4 separate regions of the Sus scrofa genome follow, and all the other regions are linked to region 3. Evidence: chromatin contacts called from public promoter capture Hi-C data. All regions are on one chromosome and are shown on one strand. The core of a region is the stretch at or near the end of the contact, and the rest is flanking DNA. Distances in the headings are between cores, read along the strand shown. Region 1 holds the start of UTP11 (UTP11, small subunit processome component homolog (S. cerevisiae)). Region 2 holds the start of SF3A3 (splicing factor 3A subunit 3). Region 3 holds the start of DNALI1 (axonemal dynein light intermediate polypeptide 1). Region 4 holds the start of MTF1 (metal regulatory transcription factor 1).

Region 1 (7,327 bases), core at 1,506-4,005, 380 kb after region 3:
AGGGGGCTTGCTTGGGGTCTCCCAGCTCTTCTTTCACTTTGGCAGTGTTTTCAAAAGGAGGCCCTGGGTGACTGAAGGCTGGCAGGCCTCTCGTGGTTTCCTCTGGGTGCTGAATCACTCCTGATGCTTGTAACCACAAGTCCTCCCCCTCCCCCCAGTGAGAAAACTTCCTTCTTTCTCTGGGTGTATTGCTCACTCTTATCCACTGGGCTGAATACAGCCCCTGCAGTCCTCCTGGCTAAGCAGACACCCTCTTTCAGATTGCCCAGAAGCACTTTCCTTGTGAGCCCAAGCCTGGCATTGGGTCTGTGGGTGCAGATGTTAAGTGAGTGACTTCTACAGAGTGTGGGGAGGAATGGTAGAGGGAAAATAACCTATGGTTTTGGGTTTTTTTCATCTTTTTGCCATTTTCTTGGGCCACTCCCACGGCATATGGAGGTTCCCAGGCTAGAGGTCTAATCGGAGCTGTAGGCACCGGCCTACGCCAGAGCCACAGCAATGCAGGTTCCGAGCCGCGTCTGCGACCTACACCACAGCTCATGGCAATGCCGGATCCTTAACCCACTGAGCAAGACCAGGGATCGAACCTGCAACCTCACGGTTCCTAGTCGGATTCATTAATCACTGCGCCACGACAGGAACTCCACCTATGGTTAAATGCCAGCTACATGCATGGTACAATGCTAAGTAACAGTCATTCCTTCCCTCAGTTCTCACAAAAGCCGTAAGAAATGCTTATTATATTATTGCTATTTTACAGAGTAGGATATGGGGCTCAGAAGGTTTGACAGTGTGGCCCTAAATCACAAGCTGATAGGCGGTGGATGTGCAATTCAAATCTGTGGCTGACTGGAGGACCCCCTCCTTTCCCTTCCAGGGCACAGCTGCCTTCTCCTGGGTGTGCTCACCACTGCATGCCTTCATCAGGGGAAGTGGCAGGAGCTACTGGGGCTGCCATCTGGGCACTCTGTCTGATGGCTGGGCTTCCTATTAATTAATTTATTTTTTGGGGCCACACCTGTGACATATGTAAGTTCCCAGGCCAGGACTGAACCCACACCACAGTAGCAACACGAGCTGCTGCAATGAGAATGCCGGATCCTTAACCTGCTGCAGCATAGGAGAACTCCTGGGCTTCTTAAAAGAGATGAGGTTGGAAAGGTGGGCGTGGGCCAGATCATGAAGGTTCTTGTCTTTTAATGGTTAAGTAACAAATGAGATGCAATTTTGTTACTGTGTTTGGTCCTAGTTGGGCAAGGCTCAGATTGAGAAGCAGGAAAAACTTCTTCCACAGCAGATCTCACCGACTTTCAGCTTTTACATGCCCACTGGTTTACTGGATTTGCACCTCTGGGGACTGAGAAAAGGATTTCCCCAGAGTTCTTCAGCTGCAGGGTTGAGCCCTGTCAAGAGACACAGGTGCAGAGTTCCCGTTGTAGCTTAGCGGTAACGAACTGGACTAGTATCCATGAGGACACATGTTCAATCCCTGACCTTGCTCAGTGGGTTAAGTATCCGGTGTTGCTCTGAGCTGTGGTGTAGGTCACAGATGCAGCTTGGATCCTACAGCATTGCTGTGGCTGTGGTGTAGGCTGGCAGCTGTAGCTTGGATTGGACCTCTAGCCTGAGAAATTCCATATGCCATGGATGCAGCCCTAAAAAGCAAAAATAAATAAATAAACAAATAAAATAAAAAAGACGCAGATGCAATTACAGAACTTGCTAAAGGTTAACTTCACATGGTGGAAAAGAAGCCAAATGCCCCTGGAATGCTCCGCTGTGCCCAACTCTCTATCTATCCTTACAAGTATGTTTAGTATTACAACAATAATAACAATAATAGGTCCAATAAATTGTGAACTTACTAATGGGCGAACAGAGTATTAAGGACTTTAAACATTTAAACATTTTATTCTCACAACAATCCTGTAGTATAGTATTATTACCTCCATTTTACAGATGGGAGATAAGGTTCAGTGAAGCTAACTTTGTTTTGGCTGCTAACAGTTAGGATCAGAACACACCTCCGTGGTTTATGGTCCTAATCATTACATGGTACTGCCTCTGACACTCATTCTGTCAGCCACACCTTGAGGGTGTGAGAGACTTAGAACTCTGTAATTAATGCCATGATATGACTCCTTCGTTCAACTATGAGCTCTTTGACCGCCCTATGAGGCAAGCAGTGCATGCTATTATTATCCTTGCTTTATAGATGAGAAAAACGATGTTCATTAAAGTCAAGCGACCTGTCCAAAGTCACATAGCCAGTAACTGGCAGAGCCAGACATGACTTTAAGGTCGCTGTCTCCTTGTAGAAAGCTTTCTCTGGTACACGGGGAAAATTCATGGGGGTCCTAGCTTTAAACGCACCGCGTAAATACGTCAAATGAAGAGGCGTATGAGACTGAGCAGGCGCACACAGGTCCAGCTCGGCCCTAGGGCAGTGCCTGCCGCTTGTTTCCAGGTACCGACCCACAACCGAGTGTGAAGTCCAGTACACGTGGACCAAGGTCTGGCGAACCAAACTGGCTGTCGTAGAGTTATGAGACTAGACCTAAGGAACTACACTTCCCAGAAACAGCTTGGGGAGGGCGCCTTTGCTCCATGACGTACTTCCTGAAGGGCAGGCTCTGGATACGCTGCCGAGAAGAAGTAGGCGGTCCTAAGCCGCCGGCGGCTTGGCCTATTTCCGGTAGGATCTGTAGAAACGGCGGCTGATCCGGTGAGGAACCTGTGTTGCCTACTGCGCTGTTCCAGAAGCGAGCCGACATGGCGGCGGCTTTTCGGAAGGCGGCTAAATCCCGGCAGCGGGAACACCGAGAGCGAAGCCAGGTAGGACCGCATAGTCCCCACTAGCGCTGGCCTGTGGGCCCGTGTGCTATCCTCGTCGCAAACCTACTCCGTTTTACCTGTGGGTCTTGGCCTTTTCTATGCAGAGATGCTACGTGTAAATACCTGCAAATATATGCTAATGACGCTGGCGTAGCTGGGACCGAGGCTCGTGGTTCGAGGCTCGCGGTTCGGAGAGGAGAGAGGAGGAGGAGGAGGTTGTAGTTCTCTCTAGGAAGAACGCGGCTGTCCTCATACTTTGGGGATAATCAAAGCTATCTTGCGAGTTTTCAATGAAGTAGTTAAATGAGATGCTGTTTGTAAAGTGCTTTTTTTTTTCCGGGGAAGCTGAGGTCAAAGTTCACACAGTAAGTGCCCACATCTAAAGATGCTCAGCTGTGCCCACTGCGTGTGCAGAATTGGTTTTTTTTTTTCTTCTTCCTTTTTTTCCGGCCTTCCGCCCCGCTTCCGGAAGTTCCCGGGCCACGTATGGAACCTGTGCCGTAGCAGTGACAACACCCCATCTTTAATTTGCTGAGCCATCAGGGAACTCTGAGATTGGTGTTCTTAATGTGATACCATCATCATGCCTGGGCCTTGGGGTCAATGAAGATTTATCACATACGCTTTTTGTTTCTGTCTCACCATGTAGTGTTGGTGTTTTTCATCCCCGTTACACAGATGAATAAACTGAGGTCCAAAGAGTGAAACTGATTTGCCCGATCAGAAACACCAAATTCAGGCCTAGTAAAGAGTTGTAGGACGTCTTTGGTGGATGTGCCTGTGTGGGAGGGTTGAGTAGAAATTTGCTTAGTATATGCAGAATCAATTTATTCTAGTGCTCTCAGGAATCACACAATATCCAATTCAGAAAGGTCTGTAGGGTATCTGGTCCAACTTCATTTTATAAGATGGGGAAGAGAGAGAGAAGGATATGTCTAAAGTTGTACCACTGATGAGTGGAATGGAAGTAAGGCCTCCCAACCACAGTTCCATCTTACTGCTTTATCGTATTTATCCGACATTTGTTGTGCACTTGCTGTGTGCTCAGCGGTGTGCTGGGAGTAGTGTAATTTGCCAACTTCTTTGCACCTATGTGTGGACCTATCTAAAAGTAAAAACACCTAGAAGTGCTTACTGTGTGTGGGAGCCAAAGTGCAAAATGCTTTGCTTTTCTAATCACATTTAGCTTTCAAGTGTGTGTGGAAGTAGGTACTATTTTTTTTTATATTTGCAATGGGGAAGCTAAGACTCAGGTTAAGAAATTTGCCCAAAGACATACAGCTGTAGCTGGCAATTGGCAAAGCCAGGAATCAGACCAAGTGTTTTGAATCCAGAGGCTACTAAAAGTTGGATAAAGCAGCAGCTTTATATAAACAATGCCTGATGAGAAAAAAAAAAGAAAGAAAGAAAAATAATTTTTAAGAAAAGAGAAAAAAACAAAAAACGCCCAATGAGGAACATGAGTAGAAAGAGGAGAGATGATTAGAGAAAGCATTACAGTGAAACTTGGAAGGCAGTGATAATAGCTGTCACTTTTTGAGCACTGACTGTATGCTAGGTGCAGCCCAACATGCTGTACCAGGATTATCTCTTATAATCCTACAGCATTCCTGCGAGGTGGATGTTATCCTCATTTTACCAATGAGGAATCTGATGCTTGAAGAGGTTGAATAGTGTGTCCAAAGGCACAGTGGCAAATAGTTGATTTGGATTCGTAGCGAAGATGGAGGACTTTTAAATCTGGCCGAGAGCGTGATGTGGCCCTGTCTGAGTAGGAATAGAGGGTCTTTGTGGGAGAGGTGAGAAGGCCATGCTGGAAAAGTTGGTAAACACATTGATAAGAGCACTTCCTATTTGGGTAAAGTTTGAACTTTATCCTGTACATCCCTCACTGAGGCAGTGGGGAAGGTAGTTGGTTTGGGTGGAGTATGTGTAATTATGTGAACTATTTCAGATTCAATGCCTTCTGTAATGTAGGTGTACATTCGAGTGGACATGACAAATTTCAAGATTTTTCCTCAGGCGTTCCCATCGTGGTGCAGCAGAGATGGATCTGACTAAGAACCATGAGGTTGCGGGTTCGATCCCTGGCCTTGCTCAGTGGGTTAAGGATCTGGTGTTGCCATGAGCTGTGGTGTAGGTGGCAGCTATAGCTCTGATTGGACCCCTAGCCCAGAACCTTCATATGCTGCGAAGCAAAAAAAAAAAAAAAAAAAAAAAGAAAAGCAAAAAAAAAAAAGAAAAGAAGATTTCTGCCTCATGTTCTTGCTCTTTTAACCCTTGAGTTTTCTTCATCTGCTCTGTCACTTCCCTTTGTCTAATAATTAAAACTAAAAATTATCAGGAGAGGGTCTGGGTTTTATTTTAAATATTAAGTGGAGTTCCTATTGTGGCTCAGTGGTAATGAATCCGACTAGTATCCATGAGGATATGGGTTTGATCCCTGGCCCCACTCAGTGGGTTAAAGGATCTGTTGTTCCTTCGAGCTTGGTACACCAGGTCACAGACGTGGCTTGGATCTGGCATTGCTCTGGAGCTGCAGCTCCGATTCAACCCCTAGCCTGGGAACTTCCCTATGCTGAAGGTGCAGCCCCAAAAAGACCAAAAAAAGAAAAAATATATATGGGGGGTGGGAGAGAGAGACGGAGTTATTTCTTGCATTACTTCACAGATAGAGGATGAGGAAGGAGACTTAAAAATCCCACCCAAGTTATTTTTTTATGGCTGTACCCGTGGCAAATGGAAGTTCCCAGGCTAGAGGTCTGCTCAGAGCTGCAGCTGCCAGCCTACACCACAGCCACAGCAATGTGAGATCTGAGGCACACCTTCCACCTATACTGCAGCTTGTGGTAATGCCAGATTCTTAACCCACTGAGTGAGGCCAGGGATTGAACCTGCATTCTCATGGATACTAGTTGGATTCATTACCCCTGCGCCACAATGGGAACTCCCCAACCCTAAGTTTAAACAGTAGAGGAGTTTGTGTATCTCCTCAAAGATCAAGATTATTCAGTGCAGAATGGAATGCTCAGGGCAGGGAAGAGCAGAGACTGTCCCAGATAGAATGATAGATCTAGTTCTAGCTTTGCCATGTACTGGTTCTACCTCCATTCTTGGGCAGGTCTTTCTCTAAACCTCATTCCTGGAGTTCCTCTGTGGCTCAGTGAGTTAAGGATTCGGTGTTGTCATGGGATGCGGCTGTGGGGTGTGTTCTATCCGAACTTCCATATACTGTGGGTGTGGCCAAAACATAAATATACCTCATTCCCTTTTTGGAAAATTGTGGTAACAGTAGTACCTACTTTATCTACTTTTCATGATTGGGGATAAAAGATTATGTGTAATGAACATAGCAGATTGCTTTGTAACAGAGCAATTATATCTTTTTTTTAATTGCAAAAATTTTTTTGGAGTTCTGTTGTGGCTTAGCGGTAACAAACCCGACTAGTATCCATGAGGATGTGGGTTCAATCCCTGGCCTCCTCAGTGGGTTAAGGATCTGGCATTGCTGTGCTGCAGTGTAGGTAACAGATGAAGCTCGGATCTGGTGTGACTGTGGCTGTGGCGTAGGCTGGCAGCTGTAGCTCTGATTCGACCCCTAGCCTGGAAGCTTCCATATGCTGCAGGGGCGGCCCTAAAAAAAAATAATAATTTTTTTTTTAATTGAAGTACAGTTGATTTATAACATGTTAACTTCTGCTATACTGCAAAGTGATTCAGTTACACACTTATATACACTTTTTCTTAAAAAAAATTCTTTTTTATTATGGTTTATCCTAGGACATTGAATATAGTTCTGTGTGCTGTACAGTAGACCTCATTGTTTATCTGCTCCATGTATAATAGCTTATTAAATCTGTAACAGAGTAATGGTTTTTTTTTTTTTTTTTTCATCTCGCCCACAGCATGCAAAAGTTCCCAGGCCTGCACCACAGCAGCGACAACTCCACATCCCTTACCTGTTAGGCCACCAGGGAACTCCTGAAAGAATAATTTTTTTTTTTTTTTTTTTTTTTTTAAGGGCCGCACCTGCTGTATATGGAAGTCCCCAGGCTAGGAGTTGAATCAGAGCTGCAGCCATCGGCCTGTACCAAGGCAATGCCCGGTCTGAGCAGTGTCTGTGACCTACACCGAAGTTCATGGCAACGCCAGATCCTTAACCCACTGAGCAAGGCCAGGGGTTGAACCTGTATTCTTGTAGTTACTAGTTGGATTCATTACTGCTGAGCCACAACAGGAACTCCTAGAGTAATTCTTTTTTTTTTTAGGGCCTCACCCATGGCATATGGAAGTTCCCAGGCTAGGGGTCTAATTGGAGCTATAGCCTCCAGCCTACGCCACAGCCACAGCAATGCCAGATCCAAGCTGTGTCTGCGACCTACACCACAGCTCATAGCAACACCAGATCCTTAACCCACTGAGCAAGACCAGGGATCGAACCCGCAACCTCACGGTTCTTAGTCAGATTTGTTTCTGCTGTGCCATGAAGGGA
Region 2 (6,385 bases), core at 2,905-5,404, 360 kb after region 3:
CCAGGCTAGGGGTCTAATCGGAGCTGTAGCCGCTGGCCTTACTCCACAGCCATAGCAACGCCGGATCCTTAACCCACTGAGCAAGGCCAGGGATCAAACCCGAAACCTCATGGTTCCTAGTCGGATTCGTGAACCACTGAGCCACGACAGGAACTCCTATCTGCCAATCTTTCAAATGCATGTTAAACACGGCACACTACTATTTCTCCATTATCCACCTGCGCCCGTGACCAGATTTCCATTCTCACTACTTCAGCAGAGCACGACTCTGGTGGTTACCAATCAACAACAGCTGATATCAGTGACTGCCTTTCTGAAACTCGTTTGCTAAGAGTATGATGTTACCTGGAGCTGCCATGTGACCTATGACGGAAGGCCTCTCAGGCTCCTCCTTTGCTAAATACATTATTCTGAATGTGCCCCAAAGCACGCAGAAGCTGACAGGCTCCCTTCACATCGTTTCCCCCTCCCAAAACTCTGATTCGCGGCTACAACCATCAAGTCCATGTGATGTAATTTTCAAGCCTCAGGCACCCAACTTCAACTGCCTATGGCACACTTCTACTTAGATGTTGTAACACCTGATAATCTATATATATAAAAACTCATTCTCCAGTGCAAATAGGTTACCTTCTTCTTCCTTATTTCCATAAAGGGAACAAACAACATTTCTGTTAGAGTCATGAAAGCTCAGAGTAATCACAGACTCATCCCTCTCCACTTCTCCTACAGCCAAGCTTTGGTCAGCTCTGCAAATGCTTAACGGGTTCTTGATAACTGAGATGTAATCCCCGCTCTTCATGATTTTACAATATAGTGTGGCAGACACTCACTGTCACAAAACATGAAAGGATCATAAAGTAAGGAAAGACTAACTGAGGGATGGGGTAGACTAGGAAAGAATTTTCATGAAAGAGTTGGCCTCTGGGCTGAATAGTGAAGGTGTAATGATTACTGGAATGAGAAAAGCCTCTTTGTGCCAGTTGGATCATCTGGGCAGCGGATTTCAAGACAGAGTTAAGAGCATAAGCAGTTTTTTGGGGGTTATTACCCATGAAAGACAAAAAGGAGAGCAGGACTGGGCGGGGAGATCCTAGACCATGATGCAGACAGCTACCCTCTGATTCAGCACAATGGGGAGCTCTGGAGCAAATATTCCTCATTAGAAGAGTCTCACGTTGGGCAGAAATAACCAGGCCATGGTACCTGCCTCTGTGCTCGGTCTCTGGCTGGGGACTGCCTAAGAAGAGAATGGCCTTAGCTTAAACCTAGGGAGAATCTGAAAGCACTGGAGTTGTAGTATGTCAGCTAGTTATGCTCCCTGCAGTTAAATGGCACGTTCTTTTTTGAAGGGACACATGAGTGGCACAAGTCTCTTTTCCTCCTATCTTTCTCTTTAGTATGCTCTTTGGACAGGTTTGGGGAAAATACTTCCCAAGGTCATACCTCGTTTGGGTGTTTCCGGTGGAATTCCTTTATCTGCTTGAGTCTATTATAGAATTCAGCAAACTCGTTGGGTCCTGAAATGGCATTGAGCTCCTCCTTCCGTAACCTGCAATTTCAGAAAAAATCCATAGAACATGGAACACAAAATCAGTCCTCTAGTGACAGCTCCTCAGGAGGAATAATTTCTGGATTGGCTGACTGTCACTTACCCATCCTTATCATCATACAAATCCCTCAGGTTCCCACTGACTTCCATATACCTCTGAAAGGCAAACACAAACCCATCAGAATGAAGCAATCTGTACAATTTAGACCCAAGCAACCAAAAAGGGCTTTCTAGTCAAAGCCCAAGGAAACCTTAAGAGATGTGCTTTAAAAGTTCTTGTCAGGAAAAAAAAAAAAAAAAAAGTTCTTGTCAGGAGTTCCTGTTGTGGCTTAATGGAAACGAATCTGACTAGCATCCATGAGGATGCAGGTTCGATCCCTGGCCTCGCTCAGTGGGTCAAGGATCCAGTGTTGCCGTGAGCTGTGATTAGGTGGAAGACGCGGCTTAGATCGGGTATTGCTGTGGCTGTGGCATAGGCCAGTGGCTACAGCTCCAATTCGACCCCTAGCCTGAGAATCTCCATATGCCATAGGTGCGGCTCCCCCCAAAAAAGAAAAGTTCTTGTGCTTTCTGGGATCTATAATACACAGCATTGGTTCCTAGTCAGTTTTTCAAACAGGTTATTTTGAAGATTACCTAAGTGATGTGATTTGAGGGGTGGCAGAGTTCCCATATTTAACTCTCCCTAGAAGATCTAAAAGTGAACCATATAAGGAAGTCACTCTGATACAAAGCAGTTCCCACCTAAGACCCTCAAAGATAAACGGATAGTCAAAGATGTTTTCCATTATTTCAAAAAGCTTGTCTGAGGAGTTCCTGTCATGGCTCAGCGGAAAAATAATCTGACTAGGATCCATGTGGATGCAGGTTCGATCCCTGGCCTCAATCAGTGGGTTAAGGATCGGGCGTTGCCGTGAGCTGTGGTGTAGGTCACAGACATAGCTCGAATCTGGTGTGGCTGTGGCTGTGGTAATGGCTGGCGGCTACAGCTCCGATGTGAGCCCTAGCCTGGGAACCACCATGTGCCGCGTGTGTGGCCCTAAAAAGACAAAAAAAAAAAAAAAAAAAAAAAAAAAAAGCTTAACTGAGGAGTGCACATGCTAAATAAAACATCACACAGTCTCCTCCAGATTCAAACTCAGGATGGAACAAGTACACAGTCTCTTCTCCAAAGCTTTCAGGACCAGATTTGTTTCAGAATTTGAAGTTTTTAATTTCAGGAAGGCACTATATATAATATACCTAGTGGAATCTGGAACACACATTAATAGTTCTGCAGTGAAATTTATGCACTATTTATTCAATGGGATAAAGACAATAAAAAGGTCTCTCATCTGTTCATATCAAGTCAGATTTTTGCCACCAAGTAATTAAAAGAACAAATAACCTTTTGTTTTTGGAGTACTTTGCTTTTGGGAATTTAGCTAAGGGACTAGGGCTTATAATATTAATTATGTCCTCCAAACTAGAAATTCTGATTAGATCTTTTTTCCCTTTCTAAATAGGTTTCAAACACGCAAAAACAGAGCTAGAAAGCACAGTATAATGAACCTCCACTTACCTACCACTCAGTTTTAATACGTACCAACATTTTAGTTTTGACTCTTTCTAAAAAAAAATGGAACTATTACTAGAAAAATGCAGCCTGGTAAGCAAAAAATATTTCAATACAGTGTTCTGAGAGGAAAACACTAATACACAGCATTCTCTTTGGGGGAGAAGGCAGAGTACCGTCTGAGTTTGAATCACTATAACTACTCTTTGGTCATCCACTGGACAGAGGAGGCTTTAAAGAGGCATCTTCCCCGGTAATGAATAATGAATGAGTTTCCCATTCAAAGAAGTGAGCAAGGGCAGTTAAGCACCCTCAGGTTTGGCAGCGTGTGGACATTTGGCAGGCATACAAACCCTCGACTGGCCAATCTGGTTACCTGTGGCCAGGGCTCCTGTTGACACCCGTGTCCCCCCTCCTCCCTCTTCCAGTCCATCACGACCCAAAGAGAAGCGAACAGCAGGGCACTCACATCTTGCATGGCCCGTGTGCGGTGGTCAGAATTGATCTGGTCCCGGAGCTGAAGAAAGGCAAACGGTGACAAGGACGCCGTTAGTCGTTGTTCTGGAGTTAGGACGGGCGCCCGAGGGCGGAGCTTACCCGCTCAGGTCTTAGCGGCCCAAGCCGAGAGGCCTCTGGGCGCAGGGCCCGGGGAGAATGTTACCAAGGCGAGAGTTTCGGGAGCGAGTCCGGGGAGGGGGCGGGCGCGGAGCAGGTCTGGGGCTCTCTGAGGTTAAACACGGGCAAGGGGCCCAGTTTCAGGGGTACCCCTGCCCAGGCCCCACTCACCGTGGACTTCTTGGTGAGCATCTCTTTAGCCATGACGTCCATAAGCCGTTCCTTCTCCTCATGATAGCGCCGCTGTTGCTCCAGAATCGTCTCCATCGTCCCTCCTCCCGAGCCGCAAGGCGGACCACCGAAACGGCCGGAAACGACTTCTGCCGCCTTGCGCGCCCGCGTCGCCGAGCCGCGCGTCCGGCTGCACCAAAGTTCCGCGGCTGCCGGAAGTGCTTCGAAGACTCGACGAAAAGTGAGCACCGCGGGAGACCCAATCAGTGCTCGGGACACGGCTGCAGTGCCCCCTGCTGGCCGGGGGTGTGTTGCGCGATGCCCAACGGTTTCCAGGTGCCTCTAGGGGGCAGGCAGATATCCACCAACACCCTGGCTTCAAGGGATCTGACCTGGTTTTCCGGGGCCTCCTGAGGCCGAGAGGGTAGGAAACTGGATGAGTGGTTGAAGCGTATGGATGGGAGTAGGGAACCGGAACTTGAGTCTCCAGCTCTTTGTGTGACCTTTGACAAAGTTTTTCTCTTCTCGGGACCTCCGTGTCCTTGTCAGTAAAATGGGGATGAGAGCAGGGTTTTTTTTCTTTTTTTCTTTTTTTTTTTGCTTTTTAGGGCCGCACTTGCAGCATATGGAGGGTTCCAGGCTAGGGGTCCAATCAGAGCTACAGCTGCCGGCCTACACCTTAGCCACAGCAACGCAGGATCCCAGATGCTTCTGCGACCTATACCACAGCTCACCACAACGCCAGATCCTTAACCCACTGAAAAACGCCAGGGATTGAACCCACTACCTCATGGTTCTTAGGTGGATTCGTTTCCACTGCGCCACGACGGGAACTCCTCCTTTCCTTTTCTTTGCCTTCCTTCCTTTTTCTTTCTTTCTGCATATGTGGAAGCATCCTAATTGTCGATCAGCAGGGGGCTGGTTAAATAAAATATGGTACATCCAAGAAGCAAAATGCTATTCGGCTTTAAAAAAAAAAAAAGTGAAGCAAGTCCATATGTCCACTTCTAGGTAGAGAAATGAAAACAAGTCCATATGTTCAGATGTTCATAGCAGTGATATTCATTATAGACAGAAACAGGATGCAACTCACAAATCCATTAACTGGTAAATGGGCAAACCAAATGTGATGTGTCCATATAATGGAATATTATTCAGCAATAAAGGAATGCTGAGATATGGACGAACCATGAAAACATCACACTAAGTGAAAGAAGCCAGACACAAAAAGTGACATAGCTTATGTCCAGATGGCATATCTATACACAGTAAACGAGTGGTTTCCTGCTGCTGGAGGTGAGACAGGAAGCAACTGCAAAAGACACAGGAAATCTTTTGGGGGATGATAAAAATGTTCTAAAATTGGATTGTGGTGATAGTTGCACAGCTGTGATAAATTTCCTAAAATTAATTGAATTGTACACTTAACTTGGGTGAATTTTATGGTATGTAACTTCTACCTCAGTAGAAGCTGTTTAAAAATTCTGTTGGGGGAGTTCCTGTTGTGGAGCAGCAGAAACAATTCTGACTAGTATCCATAAGGATGTGGGTTTGATCCCTGGCCTCACTCAGTGGGTCTGGGATCTGGTGGTGCTGTGAGCTGTGGCGTAGATTGCAGATGCAGCTCAGATACAACCCCTAGCCTGGGAACTTCCATACAGTGCGGGCCCTAAAAAGCAAAAAAAAAAAAAAAAAAAAATCTGTGTGAACTCAGATGGAAAGATGGTCACGAAAAATGAAAAAACCTAGAGGAGTTCCCGTCGTGGCCCAGTGGAAACGAATCTGGCTAGGAACCAGGAGGTTGTGGGATTTGATCCCTGGCCTCATTCAGTGGACTAGGGATCCGGCGTTGCCGTGAGCTATGGTGTAGTCACAGACGCAGCTTGGATCCCAAGTTGCCATGGCTCTGGTGTAGGCCAAGGCTACAGCTCCTTCTGGACCCCTGGCCCGGGGACCTCCATATGCCGAGGGTATGGCTCTAAAACGCAAAAGAAAAACAAAAACATTAATAACTAAAAAATGAAAATACATAGGTGTACATGCCTGCTTAATAAAAAAGAACTAGGGGGTTATATCAAGGAGTTATTAGTGATTTACTGTCTCTGCTTTTCAGCATTCTCCAAGTTTTCTGCAATAAGCATGCTTTGCTTTTTGTTTATTAGTTTTAAAAACAACATAAAGATAATGACTTTTGTCCTGCCTGCTCATGGGGTCTTGAGAGGATTATATGATGTCTGAAATTTAAGCAAGACCTCAACCTTAGAGAGAGTGCCCCCCTTCCCCCCCCCCCCCCCCCCCCCCCCCCCCCGCCCCGGGCACAACTACTCTCTAGAGCTTTCGTTTTCCTGGAAAAACCTAGGAATCTTTTCCTAGGAAGAAGGTAAAAAAATTTCCCTTGAGGGGAGTTCCCCTCCTGGCTCAATGGTTAACCAACAAACTAGTATCTGTGAGGGCCCAGGTTCAATCCCTGGCCTCTCTCGTGTTGTTCAGAT
Region 3 (6,849 bases), core at 3,291-5,790:
AAGACGCCTAGCCTGGGAACCTCCATATGCTGGGGGTGTGGCCCTAAAAAGCAAAAAAATAAAGAAATTTAAAAAATAAAATAAAAAGCCAATTCTCCCCCAAATACAATTTTAACATAATTCCAATCAAAATCCCAGCACAATCTTATAGATACGAACAAGACTATTCCATTTCATATGGAAATACAAAGGAACTAGAATCACTAAAACAATTTTTAAAAAGAAGAAAGTGAAAGAATCAGTCTATCCAATTTGAGAACATATTATATAGCTGCAGTAATCAAAACTGCAGTATTGGCAGAATGACAGATCAATGGAAGAGAGAACCCAGAAATATAGGCACACACATGCCCAACAGATTTTTGACAAAAGAAGCAAAAGCAATTAAAGGAATTAAATTCCAACAAATGGTGTTGAAGCAAGTGGACATTCATGGGCCAAAATATGAAATCTGATCTAAGGCTCTCACCTTATATTAAAACAAACTCAAAATAGATCACAGACCTAAATCACAAATATTAAGAAAAAAACCATTCTTTTGGGATTGAGGGCCAGGGAAAAATTTCTTAGACACCAAAAGCATAATCTATAAAAGGAAAATGGATAAGCTGGACTCCACCTAAGCTGAAAACTTTCACTCAGAGAAAAACCCTATTAAGAGAATGAAAAGACAAGACACAGACAGGAAGAAAACACTGGCAAACCATTCACCCCAAAAGACCTAGTATTGAAGAATATGAAAAAGAATTCTTAAAACTCAAGAGTTTAAAAAAACAAACAAAACAAATAATCCAACTAGAAAACAGGCAGAAGACATGAAGAGACATTTCACATGAGAGGAAATATAGACGGCAAATAAGCACATGAAAAGCTGGTCAACACCATCAGCCTCAGGGAAATGCAAACTAAAAATCACAGTAGCACTTTCATACCTATCAGAATGGCTAAGAAAAAAAAAAAAAAACAAAAACGTGTGCCAATACCATATGCAGGTGAGGATGCAGAGAAATTGGATCACTCACACATTATAGGTGGAAATGTAAAATGGTGTAGCCACTGTTATGTTGTGCTCGCTCCAAATTTATATGTTCAAGTCCCAATCCCCCCATCTAAGAATGTAACCAAATTTTGTGGAGGTGAGATTTAAAAAAAAAAAAAACAAAAAACTGGTTGAGTTGAAAGGAGTTGACACCCTAATCCAACATGGCTGTTGTGGTTAATAGGAAGAGACATGAGCCAGGGACATGAGCCACTGAGGAAAGGCTATGTGAGAACACAGCTGGGACAGTGACTAGCTGCAAGCCAAGGAGAGAGGCCTCAGGAGAAACCAAACAGCTGAAACTTTGGTCTGTGACTTCTAGCCTCTAAAACTGTGGAAAAAATACAGTTTTTGTTGTTTAAGGCAGCCAGTTTGTGGTATTTTGTTATGGAAGACCTAGAAAATTAACACAGCACTCTGGAAAACAGTGTGGCAATTTCTTAAAAAAATTAAACATGGAACTATCATACCATACAGCAACTGCACCCCCAGGCATTCATCCCAGAGAAATAAAAACTCATGTTCACACAAAAACCTGTACACAAATGTTTACACAGCAGCCTTATGTCTAAGAGCCAAAAACTGTGAACAACCCAGATGTTCCTTAATGGGAAAATGGTTAAACCCATACCAGTGAATATCATTCGGCAATAAAAAGAATGAACTACAGAGATGCAATAATCTAAATGCATCTGCAAAGAATTTTGCAGAATGGAAAAAAGCCAATCCCATAAGACTGCATACTGTATGATTTCATTTACATAATATTTGTGAAATGACAAAATTACAAAATGGAAACGAGATGAGAAGCTGCCAGGAATTGAGGGCTAAGGGTGCGAAGGAAATGAATATGACTACAAAAGGACTATATGAGGGATCTTGTGGTGATGGAAAGGTTTTGCATGTTAACTGTATTGATGTCAATATTTTGGTTGTGAATAGATAATCAACAAGGACCTACTGTACACCAGAGGGAACTATCATTAAACTATACTTTAATTAAAAACAAAAACCACTTTTCCCTTAAAAATTTTTTCTGGTTGGAATAGAGTTCTATAATTATGTAAAATGCTTCCAATGGGAGAAACAACCACTTCTGTATTATTTTCTTACAACTGCAGGTGAATCAACAGTTATCTCAAAATAAAAGGTTTAGTTTAACGAAGTAAACAGGCAGACAAAAAAACCCCAAAAAGCCAGTTTCTAGAAAAGCCCACCGCAGGCAGAGGTGAACACACACACAACACTCCAGCTCTGATGGAGCCGGTATGAAAACATCTCAATCCGCTTACCTGCTTCACTTTGACTGTTGAGTGGTGAGGACTTCGGCTTCTCCTACTCCGGGGAGACTTGCTTCTTCTCCCCGAGGACTTATTTTTCTTTCTCGGTGGGGACCTGTTCAGAGAATGGTACACATAAATTTCATCTCAATTTTCATTCGCTCATACAAATTAGCTTCAAGTATCAGGCCTATCTACTAACACAAACATCACATTTGTGAAGGCTTCTGCTGATCACACTAAAGGAGTCAGGAGCTTCACTTTTTCAGCCCTGAATGTCTCCCACATATGTAGCTGCCAATTGAAACTTCTCACTTCGATAAGAGAAGGCTAAATTCCCACCTCTCAACTTTCCTATCTTTGCCATCAGGGTAACTGATACCACTATCCATCCGTTCCTCAGGCCAAAAACCTAGAAGTCATCCTAGATTCTTTTTTTTTCTCCCCCTTACCACCAAGAGGCCCCATGCTCCTCCCCAACACGCTCACAATCAATCAGCAAGTCCTCTGGCTCCAGGCTCTACCTCTTCTCTCTCCCACCGCATTCCTACCCACCTCACTATACCGGATCCCCTCCCCTCCTCCTTTTCTAGAAGGAACACAATTAATTCCACTTCAGGATCTTTGCACTGCTTGTTTTCTCTGATTAGATCTTTACAAGCCTGGATTATTTTTATCAATCAGGTTTCAGGTCAAGTGGCAGACTTTTCACAGAGAACCACTTCTCTCCACTCTCTATGACATTACTGTCTTAACCTATCCCTAGTACTTGTTACTAACAAATTATTTTCTTTATTTCCTTGTTATTCTGTCTCAGGGCTAGAGCATCTCAGTTTCACCAGGGTAGAGATCATCTATCATGCTCATTCTTTCCACCCCAATACCCAGGACGGCCTGCCTGCCTGCCTCATATTTTCTTTTCTTTTTCTTTCTTTCTTCCTTTTTTTTTTTTTTTTTTTTTTTGTCTTTTTAGGGCCACACCCTTAGCATATGGAAGTTCCCAGGCTAGGGGTCAAATCAGAGCCACAGCTGCTGGCCTACGCCACAGCCATAGCAACACAGGATCAGAGCCGCATCTTCGACCTACAATGCAGCTTATGGCAACGCTGGATCCTGAACCCACTGATCGAGGCCAGGGATGAATTCTACATCCTCATAGTCCTCAAGAATACTAGTCCAGTTCGTTACTGCTGAGGTACAATGGGAACTCCCATTATTTTCTTTATTTCAGTTTTATCTGTGTATAATTTTACAGTTTGATTCAAATTCCACATATACATTTATATTTTAAAAAATTGTACATAGCTATTTTCCACATTATTTTATAACCTATGAGGTCTTTAGCACATAATAAGTACTCGACAAAACTATGTCGAATGAATGAATAAATTGTTCGCAAAAGACAATTTCCCCCCAGAATATCAGACAGATCACCTAGGCTCAGGATATGAAAACTTCTTGGGGCAGATAACTGAAAAAATAACCCCATTTGGAGGCAGGTGGGAAAAATCTTTCATTTCAACATAAACTATCATTGTCATCAGCTGGACCATACTCGGAGAAATGCTGAGCACACAGAGATGAAGGAGCAAGAACTTGCCCATCAGGCATTAGGCGTTTAACGCCCAGGTATAACGCAAGTAACAGGTATCAGAGTAAACGTTAACACACTCACAACCGGTCACTTCTATCGCCTTAGGATTAATTCAAGCTGCCGCGCTCAGCATTCAAGGTGTGCTCCTGGTGCCAGCCCTGTCCCCCTTTCTCAAAAAGCCCGACCTCAGGTCTACCCCAGGCTGCTTCCCACTTACCGGCTACCTCCTCGAGCTCGGTTCCCGCGGTGACCGGGGCGGCCTGACTCGCCGGCCAGCGGGGAAGGGCTACCGCCGGAGGAGTCCGGACGGCGATGGACAGGAGGCGCGGATTCCGGGCTGAGGCGCTCCTGCTTCACCACCACCGTCGCCGCCGCCACCATGTCCCCGTCCCGGTGCCTTCGCCGACTTCCCCGCTCCCGCTCGCTCTTCACCTCCTTCATGCTGTGAAACGGCTGAGCCAAGGAAAAACAGGACCGTCGCGCTCCTCTCCGTGAAGGAAATGACGGACTTGAGTCCTGGACTTCCGCTTCCGGGTGCGCGCTCTCCCAGAAACCCTCGCGGCGGATAACGCGATCAGAATCCCGAGTGGGCGGGGCCTTAGGGACCCGACTCTGTGGGGCGGGAGTTTTAGGTTTCAAAAACAAATTGGGGGGAAAAAGCTCCTCTCAAGGTTGTTTGTTGACGCGTTATTACTAGTTACTAAACATGGGGACAAACTACACATCCAGCAGTAGAAAAGAGATTATGTCACCATTTGCAATGGTATTTACAAACTATACGACAAATGGAAAAAAGTCTGACTTGTTAAATGGAAGAAGCAAGATGCAAAATTGTGCGCAGACTGTGATGACATTTACGTTTGGAAATACGAAGGAAAGGGGAAGAGAAGGAAATGCAATCACAGATCGTAGCCCGGGCAAATCGTCGGCCGGGCAAATCGTCGCCATTTCTCCATTAAAGGCAAACTCTTTTTAAAACCTGGGAACTTTAAATGCCTTCCTCTGGGAATCTTCCTCAGCCTTCACTGAGGAGTCAAATGATTCCATTTGCGGGTGACAAAATCCAGGATCAGCGAAAGTGATCTGCGCCTTACTCAAACCGTGAGCTGGACGCAGCGAAGGGATCCAGAACTCAAGTTTCCCCTGCTTCCAAGAGTGCTAAGGCGATCCCGGTGAGCAGGAGGCTTGACAAGCTAAACGCAGGAGAACTTTCCTCGAAGGTTGAGCAGAAAGAAACTCTCGAGCTGCTGGCCCCGCCCCGCCTCGAAGCCCCGCCCAGGCCATGAGGATGTCAAGGACGTTTCCATGGCGACGGCAAACACTGCCCTGACAGGAGGGTCGCTGCTGTGCTGCTACCCTCGCCGCCGCCATGATCCCCCCCGCCGACTCTCTGCTCAAGTATGATACCCCGGTATTGGTGAGCCGCAACACGGAGAAACGGAGTCCCAAAGTAAGGAGGAGTCTCAGGATGGGGGAGCTCGGAAACTCCCACGGGGAATGACAGATCCCTGCCTTGAGGATTGGGAGTCCCAAGGGACAGAGGGTGCAGTGACTGGGAATAAAGGGAATTAGGACCAGGCAAGGAGGGTGGGAGAGCGGTACAAGAAGCCCAGATGTTGGGTGATCCTAAGGGCAGATTTAGGATGGGAAAAAAAGTCACAGAGAGATGGATGGGGCTCCCTGCCCTATCCAGGTAGTGTACAAGGATAGATCTGATAGTGACTGGCCCCATCTCTAAAGGTAAGAAAGTAAAGGCCTGAGCAACATCTGCACAAGGAGATAGAAGCATTGAGTTGGGGTGGGACCAGAGATTCTTCATGGCCTCCTTCAGCTCTGAAACATAACTTCTAATGAGGAAGAGTGATCTGAGAATGGGGGAGAGGTATGCGAGTGACCCGGTGAAAGCCTGCCAAAGTGTGTGGAGCTGAGTGTCTAAATCACCTCCTGTCCCACCTTGTCCTTCCTTCTCAGGCTCGGCTACTGAAAGTCAGCCCCCAGCAGCCTGGACCCTCAGGTCCTGTCCCACAGCCACCGAAGACCAAGCTCCCCTCAACTTCCTGTGTCCCAGATCCTACAAAGCAGGCAGAAGAAATCTTGAATGCCATTCTGCCGCCAAGGTTAAAAAAAAAGCAGTGGCTGGGCGGAAGCCCAGACTTTTGCATCCTAGAACTTAGGAATGTGTGAGGAGGCACCCTGTCTCTGTTTCTGGCTGGGATTTCTTCCTAGCATCCCAGAGTTCCTAGAACTTGCAGATGGCTAGATGCTGAGGGTTGGGGGGAGACATCTCCTCATTTTCAGAGTGCTCTAAATGCTGATGGCGCCCATATGCTGGATCTAGCCCTGTCCTCTCCCCTAAACTCCATGCGCATATATTCTGCTCTGTTCTCATTACCTTCATGAAAATGTCTAATACACTTCTCAAACTTAACATGTCTCAAACTAAATCACAATGTCTTCCTTCTCCCAACCTGCTCATCCTTGGTCAGTATGGGGGGGCCATAGAGGTATGGCCTGCAATACATACATTCACCTCTTTCCGGCTGGCGCAGGTCTATGGTCCCCTGTGTCTCCTACCCCGTCAAGTCAGTGGGAATTTCCTCTGGGCCTTCCATTCAGTAACAACCGCCATAGATCTGTCCTCACCATGGTCAGTGGTTAAGATCTGGAACATGGGTGATGACTTCACAGAGGGTCCTGGAAGAATGAAGACTGCCCAGCCCCAGGGGAGGGGCCCCTTGGAGGTTGCACAGTGGGTGTGGCTTTGGAGCCACACACTCCTTAAGGAAAAGGAGGAGATGGAGGATTCTGGTGGGTCAGGGACAGAGCTGCCCCTCGCTCCTCTCAAGCAGAGAACACAAAGGCCCACCTCTGCTCCCCTCCCAGTGACCCTCTCTGGTGGATGGGGTTCACTCAGCCCGGCTCTGTCTGTGCCACAG
Region 4 (6,310 bases), core at 2,107-4,606, 270 kb after region 3:
AGATTAAACTACATTGTTAACTCCTGCTAATTATCACCACTAGTACAATTTGTACAACACTTTACAGTGTTCAAAGCATTGTAATAAGTGTTACCTTACTCACATTAGCTAAATATGAGCATGAAAGCTTATTTAGATAAGCTGCTCTCACTGACTGTCTCTCTTTTTTGGGGGGCGGAGGGTGGATGTGCCCACAGCATGTGGAAGTTCCAGGCTAGGGATCAAACCTGCACCACAGTAGTGATCGAAGCCACTTCAGTGACAATGCCAGCTCCTTAACCCTCTGTGCCACAAGGGAACTCCTGGTTTACTGTCTCTTGCCTCATTTTCTTACAAAAGAAAGCCAGCCTTCATTATCCATTAAGCGTTCACAAATAAAGCACATTCCAGCAAATACTCATCTCTCCAAAACAAATCATTTTCACACAACCCAGAGAGAGGCCAAGTTCTATTACTTTCACATCAGAAACATGGATTTACCAGAGTGAATTTTCTATTTTATTTATGATTTGGGGAGGACATTCTGAAAAAATGGTAATTTACTTTTCCCAAATTTCAATGTGGCCGTACACACCAAAAGTTCCAGAAAGCAGTCACAACAAGACGTGAGGCATATACAGTAAGGAAAGCCACTGCAGGTCCCAATTCCAGGGACCCCCTACACTCCCCAGCTGAAACTGCCAGAAAGACTCATGTAAAGACTTTCCCCAAAGCCAAACTGGGCCCTCACCCGCCGCTATACTTACTTCTTTGCGTTTCGTTTCTGGACATTCCGACTGCAGAGTGAGGGTTGCACCTTCGATATTTCTTGGCATGGGCGTGGAACCAGGGTTTATTGTTAAATGAATCTGATCTGGTGAAATGATGTGTTGCACGTAACCCTGGGACATTGCTTCATGATCTATTAGGTGAAAGCCCTCTTCACCCCCTACTAGAAAAGGCAAGTGTTCTCCACACTGTCCATCATCATCGTCATCCTCCAAAGTGCCAGGGTCCTGCTCAATGAGAACAGTTGTCCTATCATAAACAGTTCCAGATGAGGAAGGCACCAGTCCGTTCTTATCCACAAACCTGAGCATCTTGTCATCGGGGGTCAGCTCATCTTCCTCTGCCTCAAAATAGCTGATGCTGTTGTCTGGACTGTGTTCCCCCATGGTTCAATTGTGCTCAGCCCAATTGTGAGAAATGGAAAGGTAGTGACCTGTCTGCAATAGAACAAAGCCAAAGTTAGGAGTCATAGCACAGGACCAGGGACCTCCTCAGCAATCACAGGGCTTTTTTTCCTCTCATTTCAAGAGCAGGCCAAACATCTTGAAATGAAAAACATCTTCCTTGGGAATAATTTTTTTTTAAGTCTAAATTTAAACCCATCAAGTTATCTTGAAGAAAAAGAATGTCTTCTAAAAAAAATGGAAGGAGTTCCCTTGTGGCATGGCAGGTTAAGGATCTAGCAATGTCACTGCTGCGCCTCTGGTCACAGCTATGATGTAGGTTTGTTCCCTGCCCCGGGAACTTTCCACATACTGTGCAGCAAAAAAATAAATTAATTAAAAAAATTAAAAATGGGGAGTTCCCGTCGTGGCTCAGTGGTTAACGAATCCAACTAAGAACCATGAGGATGAGGGTTCGATCTCTGGCTTCATGCAGTGGGTTAAGGATCCGGCATTGCTGTGAGCTATGGTGTAGGTCGCAGACTTGGCTCCGATTCTGTGTTGCTATGGCTGTGGCGTAGGCCGGCGGCTACAGCTCCAATTAGACCCCTAGCCTGGGAACCTCCATATGCCATGGGTGCGGGCCTGGAAAAGACAAAAAAAAAAAAAAAAAAAGTTAATGGAAGGAATAAGTAGCAATTCATGAGACCTTCCAAATATGCCGTATTGCCAAACACTTTGAAGGTTGGTCAAAATACTTAAAGAGGGAGTTCCCCGGTGGCCTAACAGTTAAGGATTCAGTGTTGTCACTGCTGTGGCTCAGGTCTGATCCCTGCTCCAGTAACTTCCCCACGCTGTGGGTATGGCCACCGCCCCCCCCCAAAAAAAACTAAACAAAAAAACACCAAAAAACTTTAGGGGAAATAAGGGCAAAGTGCTTCAAGGCTGAGTTGCTATAAATCTTCAAGAAAGGACACTCCCCCCAAATATCCCCCAAATCAGACCATGAGACAGTAAGTCTAGGGTGGAATAGTCAGGGCTTTGGAGGCAGAGTCACCTACCCACAAATCCCAGCTCTACTACTTACTACTACTGGGGTAAATGTTCTGTGCCTCAGTTTTTCTCACAAGTAAGGTGAGACTGGTAATTCCTATTCTCAAGAAATTGTTGTTCAGAGTAAAAGAGATTATGTATGTCAAGGCACAATGTCTGACAACCTTGGAGGACTCAAGTGTGAATTTGTTCCCTCCTTCCAAGAACAGATGGGTAGAGGGGCTGATCCCTAATCAGGCATATCTAGTGAAGATCACTTTATATATTTCTCTCCTAAAACAATCTGGTGTCCACTAGTAACTATGCTTTATAGTGTCCTTTCTACAATGAGGGAATGATGAGTCTTATTTATAGTGACTCTTCTTTTACCTGCAAACACACAGGTTCTACAAATGTAGCTTTGGGAGACTGAGGAGTGAATTTTAAAATATTTAGCACATCACTTTTAGTTTTCAGTCTGGCTTTGCACTTTAGCTTTCTCTTCTGCTCTGGATTAAAGTGAACCTTTAACGCTGTAGGGCAGCTAAACAGAGTAGTAGTTACCAGAGACAGGCCAAGGGATCTGATCCGGGAGGAACCGGCCCGACCCCTTGCTCTGGCTTACGCAACCCGGTAGATGCACATTTCGCTGCATCTGAGAGGAGAGATAAGAGTACCGGGGGCCCCACTGGGCTGACCCGGCACCACAGGCGGCAACGCGGAGACCAACTGTCCGGAACAAACAAGACCAGGAGATTCGAAGGTAGCAAACGAGAAGTACAAACGAAGCACCCTTGAGAGGAGGCTGGGAAAAGGAACCTGTCTGGGATAACCCCCAGTCCGGGGCTACACGGAAAAACCCGAAGACAGGCTGGGGGGCTCCAAGCCGGACGGAGAGGGGCAGGGTCCGGATCTCCATGGAAACAGGGGAGGGGGGCTGGATACCCATCCCCATGGAAACGGAGGAGGGGTGGGGTCCCTATGGTGACCGGACTGGGGTCCCTACTGGGAAATGCTTCAGGAGGGAGCCTAAGTCCCGCGCCCCCCAGGAAGTCCCCAGCCCAGGCCGCGTCTAATTTCGCCTTTTACCTCCGCGGCTCCCGGCAACAGCGGCGGCGGCAGCAGCTTCTCCCCTCCCCAGCGGCACCATGATTGCCCCCACCTTCCCCGAACGTCACTTCCGCTTCCGCTTTCCGGAGGAAGGAGCAGATATGGGCTCCGCCTCTCCCTGGCGCTTCTGGTTGGTTTAGCTGGTGTGGGGGCTGAGCTCGAGCCTCCAATTGGCGAGCGGGAGAGGCGGGGCAGGGCATCGCGGAGACCTCGCGGAGCGTGTTTGTCCCGCGCGGGCTTAGGCTCGCCTTGTCCGCTCTCCTCACGGAGTCGAGGATCCGCTCCAGAGGCACCGGACGCTAATCCAACCACTAATCCAAAGTAACCTCAACCCAGTTTGCGCTGCCCTCACCCTGGTAGCCACAAATGCAACGAGAAGGACCACAGCCGCCGAATTCCAGCCGGGACCGCAAGGGGAAAGCCTGTAAAATTGTGATATTCCTCATTTCTCCTACTATGGCCCCAGCTTCCCCTCCTCACCTAATAAAGTTAATATGGGCAGAAGAGCCCAAGAAAATTAGATTGGACCCCAAAGGCAGAAATGAGTATTCCAAGGCTGGCCAGAGGATGCCTCCACCTCTTCCCCGTCTCACATGCTCTAAGACGCCCAACTCCCTCCTCACCCACCTGTCCAGACCGTTTGTTCCAACTTTTTTCCCTGAAGAGACTGTCGACTTCCAGGGTACTCGCGCTCAGGCTAAGGCAGCGCCACCTACTGGCCATTCCCTTTCACATTGTCATCCTACTGGCCCACATCTAAATCACTTTGCACTCCCAAGGAACAGTAAGTAGTGGTGTTCCAAGAAGAGGTTTCACTCGGCTCCTGACTTGTAAATGCCTGGAAGATGTAGCTGTCAGAACTTCTCAGCAGCCACTGCCTATTTTTTAAGCTACTTCTCTAGGATATTCAGAGTGGGACAACCCTTAGACACTAGATTAGGGGTCAAGGGGTTGCAGCCATGCCTGTACTCTCTTGCTTGAAAAATGTGAATAGTGGCTATTAACACCAGACTGCCAGGCAAATATCTCTCTGGCCCCTGACCAGCTGTCCCAGTGCTTAAGCCACAAACTTCCACCTGCTGAGAGCTGCCACCTCTTAAAAGATAAAAACAAACACCACTGTTAAAAATATATTTATCATTAAAATATATTACACATGTGAGAGAGGGAATGCATTATATACAGTTTGGAGGATTCGTTGGCCAGAAAATTCCACTTGTTTCACCAGAACAACAATTTCTTCAGTATTTTCATTTTCACGCCACTGTATTGGCCTCAAAGGCTTAGTGGCCAGCTCCAGAGGTGAGCCACATTTGAGTTGGAAGTGGGGTAGGGTTTGCATATGCATACACACATGTCCTCAGACAGAGTGCTGGAGGCATCTGGTGTGGCTGTGACCTGTTTATTCAGCAGCTTCCGTTTGCATTCCTGTGTCCAACTCATTTATCCTTCCAGACTCCAAAGTTTGTTCAGCTATCTGATTGTGAGGAGCTGGGCCCAAGCTACAGGGAAGGCACTGTATGCCCTGGAGGCAGGCAGAGTGAGCACATGAAGTACAGTTGTTTAAACATTAAAAAAAAAAAAATAGAGATCTATCTGTTACATTACTAAAGTTGAACAATGTATGTCAGTTTTATTGTGGTGGATTTCCCCCCGTGTCTTCACAACTTGCAGCAGCACCAAGAGTGACAGCCATGGTGGGGAGGGCGGTCTGGGCTCGAGAAACAGGCAGCTGCCACTTTTGCGTCTAAGGGGGTTCACATCCTCTCAAGGCAGCTCTTGAGCTCAAACAGGGGGTGCTGGTAACTGGCTGCCCCAGGCAGAATAGGAGAGGAGATGAAGAGGCTCAGGGTGAGTTGCAGAGGAACTGGTGAATAAATTCTTGAGCCTTCTTCTTCTCTGCCGTTTCAAGCTTTTGGTGACCAGCTGGGCTTCGAAGCAGCAAGCTACCAAATATGCTAGCTGCATGAAAAACACAGAAAACAAATGGTTCAGCAAAAGAAGTACTACTTATTCTCGTGTTTTTAGGAGTGAGGAGGGGCGCTCCAAAGCAGTATTTTCTACCTTAAAAAAGCTATTTGAGGGCGTTCTCATTGTGGCTCAGCAGTAATGAACCCAACCAGTATCCATGAGGACATAGGTTCGATCCCTGGCCTCACTCAGTAGATTTAGGATCCAGCGTTGCTGAGAGCTTATGGCTTAGGTCACAGATGTGGCTCAGATCTGGCATTGCTATGGCTGTGGTGCAGGCCTGGAGCTGCAGCTCTGATTTGACCCCTAGCCTGGGAACTTTTCATATGCCGTGCCTGCAGCCCTAAAAAGACAAAAACCAAAAAACAACTATTTGAGGAGTTCCTGCTGTGATGCAGTAGGTTAAGGACCTGGCATTGTCACTGCAGCAGCTTGAGTTGGGGCTGTGGCACAGGTTTGATCCCTGGCCCAGGAAGGTCCGCATGCTATGAGAGTGGCCAAAGAAAAAAGAAAAATCTATCTGAGGGTAATCCTGGCCCACAGCTTGAGATTTCAGTTCTACTGCAGTGGACTAGGGCCCTTCCTCAACTATTTTCTCATAATGAGTCCCTTGTTTGCAGATATGCTTTCCACACACATTTGGCAGCTTACCTAGAATATTACCATCCAAATGATTTCTTGCTGAATTTTTCAGCAGTTCTTGCAAAAACGCCATCAGGTAGGTGAAGACATTTCTGTGGCATGCGGGGAGAGTAGTGATGACCTAAAAGAGCAAGAAGTGGGGTTTGTCTTTTCATTCATTCATTCGCCAAGTATCTGTATTCCAGGGACTGAATACATGATCCAAATACATGAGTAAAACTATGCACAGAAAACCTTGATCCTTGCACTTGGCACAAGGGCCAAAAGAGAAACACAGATCAAGTACTATATGAACTTAGGGGTCAAACTTCTAACTGCACTTTCTCAAAAGAATTAAAGGTACAGAAAACATTTTAGCTTGGTCTTAAATATGAGAGGGCTGGACTTAAGGGGGTGAGGACCAG

The links. Promoter capture Hi-C pulls out the DNA fragments that hold promoters and counts their contacts.
Region 1: a contact with region 3 is called in a promoter capture Hi-C map of liver, with 4 times the contacts expected there. The contact joins the promoter of UTP11 here to the promoter of DNALI1 in region 3. A contact is called at or near these places in 1 of 5 promoter capture datasets (liver), 1 of 47 Hi-C or Micro-C datasets (liver) and 1 of 2 datasets of contacts at active chromatin or transcription factors (alveolar macrophages).
Region 2: a promoter capture Hi-C map of liver shows a contact between it and region 3, with 3 times the contacts expected there. The contact joins the promoter of SF3A3 here to the promoter of DNALI1 in region 3. A contact is called at or near these places in 1 of 5 promoter capture datasets (liver) and 1 of 2 datasets of contacts at active chromatin or transcription factors (alveolar macrophages).
Region 4: a contact with region 3 is called in a promoter capture Hi-C map of liver, with 5 times the contacts expected there. The contact joins the promoter of MTF1 here to the promoter of DNALI1 in region 3. A contact is called at or near these places in 2 of 5 promoter capture datasets (fetal liver and liver), 13 of 47 Hi-C or Micro-C datasets (alveolar macrophages, blood, embryonic fibroblasts and 8 more) and 1 of 2 datasets of contacts at active chromatin or transcription factors (alveolar macrophages).

Annotation. Positions count from the first base shown.
Region 1 is chr6:93,990,931-93,998,257 of Sscrofa11.1, forward strand. UTP11 (UTP11, small subunit processome component homolog (S. cerevisiae)) reads left to right here and starts at 2,756. Exons shown (of 8, transcript NM_001244742.1): 1 at 2,756-2,835. The coding sequence starts at 2,773.
Region 2 is chr6:93,972,170-93,978,554 of Sscrofa11.1, forward strand. It overlaps SF3A3 (splicing factor 3A subunit 3), which reads right to left and starts at 4,155. Exons shown (of 17, transcript XM_003127795.2): 1 at 3,894-4,155; 2 at 3,577-3,624; 3 at 1,656-1,708; 4 at 1,447-1,552. The coding sequence starts at 3,989.
Region 3 is chr6:93,607,723-93,614,571 of Sscrofa11.1, forward strand. It overlaps DNALI1 (axonemal dynein light intermediate polypeptide 1), which reads left to right and starts at 4,541. Exons shown (of 7, transcript XM_003361926.3): 1 at 4,541-5,247; 2 at 5,249-5,363; 3 at 5,885-6,030. The coding sequence starts at 5,219. SNIP1 (smad nuclear-interacting protein 1) reads right to left here and starts at 4,447. Exons shown (of 4, transcript XM_021095969.1): 1 at 4,131-4,447; 2 at 2,332-2,434. The coding sequence starts at 4,354.
Region 4 is chr6:93,881,048-93,887,357 of Sscrofa11.1, forward strand. It overlaps MTF1 (metal regulatory transcription factor 1), which reads right to left and starts at 3,357. Exons shown (of 11, transcript NM_001243544.1): 1 at 3,273-3,357; 2 at 747-1,205. The coding sequence starts at 1,154. INPP5B (type II inositol 1,4,5-trisphosphate 5-phosphatase) reads right to left here. Exons shown (of 25, transcript XM_021095974.1): 24 at 5,916-6,027; 25 at 4,424-5,255. The coding sequence ends at 5,140.